2 separate regions of the Oryctolagus cuniculus genome follow, and region 1 is linked to region 2. Evidence: chromatin contacts called from public Hi-C data. All regions are on one chromosome and are shown on one strand. The core of a region is the stretch at or near the end of the contact, and the rest is flanking DNA. Distances in the headings are between cores, read along the strand shown. Region 1 holds the start of EFHC1 (EF-hand domain containing 1). Region 2 overlaps EFHC1 (EF-hand domain containing 1).

Region 1 (4,297 bases), core at 324-2,823, 82 kb before region 2:
CTAATCCTCTGCCTGTGGTGCCAGCATCCCATATGGGCGCTGGGTTCTAGTTCCGGTTGCTCCTCTTCCAGTGAGCTCTCTGCTGTGGCCCGAGAAGGCAGTGGAGGATGGCCTAAGTGCTTGGGCCCCTGCACCTGCATGGGAGACCAGGAGGAAGCACCTGGCTCCTGGCTTTGGATTGGCGCAGCGTGGCGGCCATTTGGGGGGTGAACCAACGGAAGGAAGACCTTTCTCTCTGTGTCTCTCTCACTGTCTAACTCCGCTTGTAAAAAAAAAAAAAAAAAAAGGACAAGAATGGGAAACAGGTAGTAGGGGACGAGGGAGTCACTAGACAAGAAACTCTTTTGGGCTGGGTGTGGTAGACAGGCATCAAAAACTGCCTCAGGAGCCACTGAGTGCATTCCTGTCCTAGGCACCCCTGATGTTCATACCAACTGGTAAAATCCAACAGGGAGATTTGCTCCAGCAAGCAGCAATAAAAAGTAAAGCTGCCATCTATACAAGCAGGAAATTACCCACGAAGGTGACTTGCACTTCTGTGTGAGGCTTGCTACACTATCACGTTCCTAAGCTGACAAGTCAGAAACACCTGTTAGAAAAATCAGATTCCTGGGATCCACTTCAGACCCAATGAGTACAAATCTCTGGCCTCCTATGTTTGCTTTTTGTCTTTAAGATCTTTAGGCTGATGAATAGCGCTTTTTCCCCCCCTCCTAAAATGTCTCAGGAATAGGATAACATTTCTTTTAAGGAAAAACAAGTTTTGTAAAAGGCACCAAAGGCCAGAACACTTATGACGCTGATGATATTTCACCTCAGTTATTTGTTTCTTTCTCATCACCTAGTGTTTCTCCTTGAATCAGCTGTTTACCTTTGCGTTTCTTATCTTTGCAGTTGCAAGTACAAACTGGATTGGGATGAGCAACCTCTAGCTCTTGAGTCAACAAACGTTGAGTTCTTAGAGCATCGCATAGCGTCTGAAAGAGAAGATGCAAGGCACGCCACACAAGAACCGAGAGGGAGCTGAGCTGCAGGGGCTGACAGTGGAAGAAGGAAGGCTGAAGGGAACGGGGGATAATACAGCAACGAGACGATTAGGGACGAGATGGTTGCACTGGTTCACTGACCATCCCTGCACAACAGAAATACAACCATGAATGATCCGCAGTCCCTGTCCCCAAAAAGTGTGGGTCTGAGTTGGGTTCACACTTTCACCCGGACTAACCATCACACTAGGACAGGATTCCTTTTCCCAGAGCTGGGTGAGAAGAGTGCCTGGGCTCACGAAGCCCTCAGTGCGCGGTGAGATCGGCGAGGACCAGGGTGGGGCCAAGGAAGGCACCTATCTTCTGCAACTCCTCTAAGGGCCAGCTCGGACCCTGGACCTCCCAGCAAGAACGAACAGCCTCCTTTGCACCCGCCTTTTCCTACCCTGTCCCACAGCCCCCACGTAGCATCTTGGGGCAGACCGGCGGCGGTGACGCGGGGCAGGCGTGGCCATCTCGGAAACGCCCACTAGCCGCGCCCCGCCGTCGCGACCGCCTTACCGCGAGAATACGCAGCCCCGCGGCTGCGCACGCGCAGACCTCTCACGCCGGCGCCTCCGGCCCCGCCCCTGGCTCACGGGCTCTCAGGATGTTTGGGCGTTACCATGGAGCCTGGGGCGGCCTGCCAACGCGGCTGGTCGCCCCGGCAACCAAAGTGGACCATACCTGACCTAGCTGGCGGCGAGGATACCGGCTGCGATGGTGTCCAACCCCGTGCATGGCCTGCCCTTTCTACCAGGCACGTCCTTTAAGGACTCCACGGTGAGGACTTAGGTGCCCAACACCCACCTGTCCCCACGTCCCCGTCCCTAGCGGGTTCCCCTCGTACTACACCTTCATTCCTCTCTACCCTTCAAACCGACCCTCTGCCCCGACCTCGTTCTTGCTTCTCCTCCCAAGTTCTGTCTTCCTCATTAACCTCGCCTCATCTTCCCTCTTCCGTCCCATGTCCTCGGCGCCGTCCCTCTCTGTGGTTTTCCCACGCCATCGTGGCAGTCTGTTGGCGCTTCTTGGCCCTCTTCCTCCGAGCCGCTTTTGCACTTGCTTTGCTGGTCCGGCCCCCTGCCTCTGCTCTCTGGATCAGTTTCCCCCTTCCAACTCCCGAGCTCTGGCCCGGCTCACTCTCCCACGCCGGGCCCTGTCTGCCCACCTTGTCCCCCGGCCTCTCTCTTCCGACACCGTCACTCCTGCCCCCCTATCCTACCCCCTCTGCCCAGGCCCGTCATTCTCCTCCGCCCTCCTCCTCCCTCTTCTGAATCCTGAACCCTATAGTCTCTCCCACGCCAGCTCCATGTCCTGTTTAATGGGCACATGGATCGTTTCCATTCATCCCTTCTTTCTGCCGGACTCTTCTAATATGCGCCTTTCTCTCCAGCCTGTCTTTTCTAGTCCCACCTTCTTCCTGTTCTTGTTTGCTCTCCCCCATGCAGTTTTTTTTTTTTTTAAACTTGCCCACCATCCTTCCCTACTTTCTAGGGGATACTCCATTCCATCCGCTTCTCCTCGACCACAGTTGATTGGTTGTTCCTTTCTCTTACCCAGTCTGATTCATTTCACTCCCGAGTATTTGTGAGATTCCTCTTTTGATTTTGTTTTGCTCTTTCCTCCAATAGCAGCAGCAGCTTAGCATTTGCTTTAATTCTAACATAATTGGTGAAATATATTTTCTGGAAAATCAGTATTCAGTAATTTTATAGGCAAAGCAACAATAATTTATATATTTTAATGATTTAAGCACTGAAATTCATGTTCATATTTAAACACTTAATTCCATGTTCATAAAATTAAGATAAAATATTTGCTCTGTTTTCTTTGGAAGAATGAATTTAAATTGAAGTTGAAATTTTAGTGAGAGAATTTGGGTTCTGATAGATTTCCAGTTTCAGTGGACTTTTTGGTTGTATGTGATTTAGACGATGTTGTATGCAGTTTCCTGCCCCATGCAGGATAAGCTTAAGCAGTTGGTGATGGGGAGTATGGGTTATCCACAAGGCAGGGTTGAGTTGCTTTGGGGCTTAAAGATGTGTGGATAGAAGTACCATGCCCTAAAGGTAGACAGATGTATTTCTATACTTTAAATAAGATAAACTGTGCATTGGACATGTTTCATATGTTTTATTAAATAATTTTCACTTATTCATTTGAGAGGGCGAGAGAGAGAGAGAAAGAAGGTTGCCATCTACTGGTTCACCTCACAAATAACTGTGACAGCCAGGGCTGGGCTGAGGCCCAAAGTGGGAGCCAGGAATAAAACCAGGTCTCCTACATGTGTAGCAAGAACCCAATCGTCTGGACTATCAACACTGGGTCTGGATTAGCAGTGAGCTGGAGTCAGGTGCCTGAGCCGGGTGTCAAGCATAAGTACTCCAATGTACTATGTGGGTGTCTTAACCACTAGACCAAATGCCTGCCGGTTTCACATTTTAAACATATTGACCAAGTGTCAAACAATTTGCTTTATTTGAGATTTGAACAACATGACCACTATCACTTCAACAGTAAAGACTAGATATGTGTAACTCTAAGGGTACTCAGAAGGTGAAACTGATAAGTAGGAGGGGTAGTGGCCTTGCTTCAGGTACCTTTGAGTCATAATTGATGATAGAGACATCTGTCTAAAGCCAGAAAAGCTAACTGAAGTCCTGTTGTCACTTCTGTCTTTAGAAGCAAAAGAAGGGCCGGTGCTGCGGCTCACTAGGCTAATCCTCCACCTTGTGGCGCCGGCACACCGGGTTCTAGTCCCGGTCGGGGCGCCGGATTCTGTCCCGGATGCCCCTCTTCCAGGCCAGCTCTCTGCTGTGGCCTGGGAGTGCAGTGGAGGATGGCCCAAGTACTTGGGCCCTGCACCCCATGGGAGACCAGGAGAAGCACCTGGCTCCTGCCATCGGATCAGCGCGGTGCGCCGGCTGCAGCGCACCAGCTGTGGTGGCCATTGGAGGGTGAACCAATGGCAAAGGAAGACCTTTCTCTCTGTCTCTCTCTCTCACTGTCCACTCTGCCTGTCAAAAAATAAATAAATAAATAAATAAATAAATAAAAATAGAAGCGAAAGAAGAGGAGCTTGAAGTTACCTAAGTTACCCAGGGAGGAAGTCAACTCAGCTTGGTATGCACTTGGAGCATAGCCTGTCAAATGACTTATGACACTGAATACATGACCCTTAAAAGAATGTCCATAGTCCATAACTCTTTTTGCAAAAGAATTTTATTCTATTTTACTTCAATGTTAGTGCATATCTTAAAAGTTGGTAG
Region 2 (4,568 bases), core at 222-2,721:
AAAAAAGTAGCACTCCACATACTTTTGCCTCTTGATTTCCTCACTGACAAAGTAGCTTTCTACTCCAGCACTGTCGATGACTATATTATTATCCCATTGCTTGATTGTAGTGTCAATTATTTAACTAATTCCCTATTTTGGGATATTCAGGCTATCTCAAAAATCTCTTATAGATGTCTCCTTGCACATAATCCAGGATTGTTTCCTTAGGTCAAGTTATTTGAAATTGTTTTCTGAGCTTTTCCTCCTTACTTCCAGAAAGATTATATACCACTTTATACCTCTCTGTTGTGGTTTGGATAAGATTGAGTATAGCCCCCAAGGGTTTATGTATTGGGAGCTTGGACCCTTTAAGGGAGGAATAGAACCTTTAAGAGGCGGGGCATAGTAGAAGTGATTAGGTCATTGCAAGTGCTGTCCTCTGAAGAAACTGATGCAGTTCTTGTGGGAACCTGGTTCATTCTCATAAAAAGTTTGTAGAGTGAGCCTGACCAGCAAATTGTTTTCTGGCTCTGCCATTGTGATACCTTCCACTATGAGGTCCTCACCAGAGCTCAGCCAATGCCAGCAACATGCCATTGAACCTCACAAACTGTGAGGTTTGAACCTCACAAACCTCTTTTCTTTATAAAGCACCTAGCCTCAGGTGTTGTTATAAATATAAAAAGGAATGATACGCTCTCCCATCAGTATCTGCCAGCACGTAAATAGGAAAAATAAGGGGGCTGAGGCTGTGGCATAGCCTCTTTGGTGCTGGCATCCCACATGAGTAACAGTTTGAGTCCCAGCTGCTCCGCTTCCAATCCAGCTCCCTGCTAATGCGCCTGAGAAAGCAGCAGAAGATGACCCAAGTGCTTGGGCCCCTGCATCCACGTGGGAGACCAGGAAGAAGCTCCTGGCTCCTGGCTTTGGATTGGCTCAGCATCAGCCGCTGCTGCCATTTGGGCCATTTGCAGCGGGTGGAAGATTATCTCTCTCTCTCTCTGCCTTTCAAATAAATAAAAAAATCTAAAAACAAAAAAAGGAAAAATAAGATGAAAGAGGCTGTTGGTAACAGTCAACATTTTAAATAGCACATGCAAGAAAATAAAGGACAGAAAAGCAATGGTGGGTTGATAGTTTTGAAATGATGGAAGGAGGCAAATTCTGTGTGAGGTATACTTGGGCATACTTGAAAGAGCGTGTTGGAAGTAGAGTGAGATTTGAGCTCTGGTCTTGGCTTTGACTCATGATCTAGGGAGAGTCACCGAGTCTTAGAGTCTGTTTTTTCGTGATTGGGAAGGGGACAAGTGCTGGCTGAGCCCATGAGGGTCCATTTTGCTCTTAAAGGATTTATGAAGATGAAATATGAGTGAGTCTTCTCCAGCTCTAAAATTCTTTCATTTTGTAACTGTACCTTCACTTTCAGAGAAAATAAAAGTTGAACTTCTACTTCCTGTGGTTGTGTTTAGAAGGGACTGGCAGAGCTCCCCCTGCCTAAAGCTCTGTTACTAATCTTTGCAGTAAATGCTGAGCCCGGCTTCTCATTCCATCACACGGAGCAGTCGCTTAACTGCCATAGATAGCTTTTCACAGAATTCAGCGTGGACTAAAGAGGGACTGTTAGAACTGAAAGATTCCTGGCTGCATCATTATGTACATATTTTCTTTCACGGGCATTTAGTTTTAGATGAGGGAACCTTCATCCGTAACAGCAGTAGAGACAGTCATGTGATTCCTGCAAATACCAAATCTGGCTCCTGTGGTGCAGTGATTCCACAGATGGCAGGAAGAGAGGCCGTTACAAAACTCCCCCCAGTGAGGCTTTCCTGACGTGGACGTCAGCCAACAGCCAGCCTCTGCCGTCAAGTGTTTGGTTATTGGTCAGCTCAGCGTCAAAGCTGTTTGTCATTAGAAGCTTCCCTGACTTCATCAAGTGAGAACTTCAGTCGCTGAGATAAGATAGGTCAAGAATAAATACCATGTCGAGTCATTTCCTTCCTTTCTCTACAGCAAGCAAACTGAAGAAGATCCAGGCGTGCAGGAACTAGAAGCATTAATAGACGCAATCCAGAAGCAGCTGAAAGATTATTCATGCAAAGACAACATTCGTGAAGCGTTTCAGACTTGTGACAAGGAAGCTTCAGGTTATGTGGACAGAGAGACGTTCTTTAAAATCTGTGAATCTTTTAATGTTCCGATTGATGACTCCCTGGTTAAGGAGGTCAGTATGAATTACTACTGCTCTGGGTGGGTGGCAGAGGCTGCGCACTGATCATTCTTTCCTAAAGGCAGTTACATCTGTATTTCTTTGTAGTCCAGAAAGATTTAGGACACTCAGACCAGATCTCCTGTTTTATCCTGATTATGATAACTGCCCCCGGTTCTAGTAGGTGCATTCTTTTGTAATTGCTGTGGCTGTGGCAGGGCCGGGAACTAGACAGCAGAGAGTTATTGGTAGATCAACGTGTCAGGGCTAAAAGGAGAGCATCAGAGGTGATCTTGGAGGGGCAGATGCCAAGGGGACTCACAGTCAAGTTGAGACAAGTATTTGTTCATGTGGGCCAAGTACCCATTTAGCTGCCCAGATCTTAGATTGACAGCATGGTAAGCTTTTGATTTTCAAGTCATTCATACTTTCTGACACGGGAAGCGAGAGGCAAGGGATGAATGGCAGTCACTGGGAAGTGATACCGGGAAGGGGTGGGTGGGGTGGATCCTCATATGTCATATAAAGATAACCGCAACAGGTCAGTTACCAGGCCCAGTTAGGCTTTAGGGACATGGTTTTAGCAGTGACATTACTAGACTCTTTTATTTGCCTGTGATTAAAGAAGCCTGGCATTTCAGTAATCTCACTCCTCATAGGCTGGGTGGACAAAGACTTGAATTTGAATATAAAAACAAAAAAGATTTTAAAAATGACATTGCCCTCATAAATACTGGATGTTGGTCCCAAAATCTTGGATAGGCGTATTCTCTGAAGCTTTGTTTTTATTTAGTGTAAAATTGGGGTAATGCCTGAACCTACCTCCCAGGTTCATAGGATCATTTTAGCATCAACTGAGGATATGAAAACTCGGAACTGGTTTACCAAGGTAGGGTTTGTCATGCCTAAGTACACTGCAGGTAAGCTGAAGGAAGCCCTCATATTGGTTTTTACCTGTTTTTTCTGCTCTCTTTTGCAGTTAATCCGGATTTGCTCTCATGGAGAAGGCAAGATTAACTACTATAATTTTGTGCGTGCTTTCTCAAACTGATCTGGCCAATGAGAGAATACAACTTTTTGATGTTGGACTAACACTTTGAAATAGATCTTGTACTCTCCACAGAGGCATGTCCAGAGCCCCTGAAGTTATATTTCTGTTTTGGTTCTTATATTTCACTACTACTACTGAAGTCTAAATTAAATTAGACCTTTTATGATCTAAGACTTGTCCCTTACTTGGAGTGGTAGAGGTATTGTGATGGTTAATTTTATATGTCAACTTGACTGGGCCATGGGTTTCTGTGAAGGTGTTCCAGATGAGATGAACATTGGGTCAAGCTGAAGTGAGCAGCCTGCTCTCCCTAGTGTGGGTAGACCTCATCCAGTCACTTGAAGACCTACTGACCCTCCCTTAAGCAAGAGAGAATTCCTCCCATCAGACTGCCCTCAAGCTGTGCCATGGCCTTTTCCTGCCTTTACACTAAAGTAAAGCATTGAATTTTCCTGGATCCAGAGCCTGCTGGCATTTGGACTTGAACCACGCCCTCAGTTCTCCTGAGGTTTGCCAGCTTAGCCTGCAGATCTTGGGACTTATCAGCCACCATTACTGTGTGAAGCAGTTCCTTATAGTCAATCAATGTCTGTCCTCCTCAAATACACATGAGGGTATTTCAGAAAGTTAATGAAATTTACAAGTAATGGCATATTTTCCATGAATATTTTAAAGACTTGTATACTCAACACCCACCCACCCACACACACACACAAACACCCCTCCTACTTTTTCTTTGGAGAACCCTTAGCATAGATGTGGAATGATTAACAGCAGGAGGAATGACAGATTTTCTGGAAGCATTTGGATATCAGAAATAAGCATAGTATTGCTATTGCTGCTAGCCAATGTCCCCCCTCCACCTCCCTGCCCCAGTATTGAAGGGAAATGTTTTTCATGTCCACATGTTTTTAAACTGTCGTTCTAGGCCCAATTAGTACTCCTGTATTTTTAAAGGATATAATAGATAATATCAATGTGGTACACATATTAGGGTTTTTTTTTTTTTTCATGAGACTTCCATTTCATCTGAATATGTTTTACTGGGCCGTAATATAAAATATCTTTCTTGATATAGGTTGCAGTTTAAAAAAAATATGAGGAAAACACTGCTTTTGGGAGCCTGGCCTTCAGACAGGAGGGAAAGGCTGGTCTCTGCTGAGCGCTGCCTTTGTAGAACCAGGGCTGCTCTATAGTGGAAGTCAGCCACCACCTTCACCTCCAAAAATGCCATCTCAAATTCCTGCCTGCCATGCAAAGTGGTAAGAAGGAGGATGGAGTTATTTAGGGTCCAGGTTGGCTGGGCCCCCTCAGAACAGCTGGGGAACG

What was found. A called contact is a pair of places that touch in the nucleus more often than the background predicts.
Region 1: a contact with region 2 is called in a Hi-C map of skin fibroblasts, with 4 times the contacts expected there. The contact joins the promoter of EFHC1 here to the enhancer-like site in region 2. A contact is called at or near these places in 3 of 6 Hi-C or Micro-C datasets (ear pinna, embryonic fibroblasts and skin fibroblasts).

The regions. Positions count from the first base shown.
Region 1 is chr5:117,561,662-117,565,958 of mOryCun1.1, reverse strand. It overlaps EFHC1 (EF-hand domain containing 1), which reads left to right and starts at 1,573. Exons shown (of 11, transcript XM_051855624.2): 1 at 1,573-1,808. The coding sequence starts at 1,746.
Region 2 is chr5:117,479,559-117,484,126 of mOryCun1.1, reverse strand. EFHC1 (EF-hand domain containing 1) reads left to right here. Exons shown (of 11, transcript XM_051855624.2): 10 at 1,993-2,203; 11 at 3,168-3,410. The coding sequence ends at 3,239. Among named protein-coding and RNA genes, the nearest start is that of EFHC1, 83 kb to the left of the region's middle. Within about 2 kb of position 1,471, at least 3 of the 8 cell types and tissues checked have an H3K27ac peak or open chromatin away from gene starts, as enhancers often do.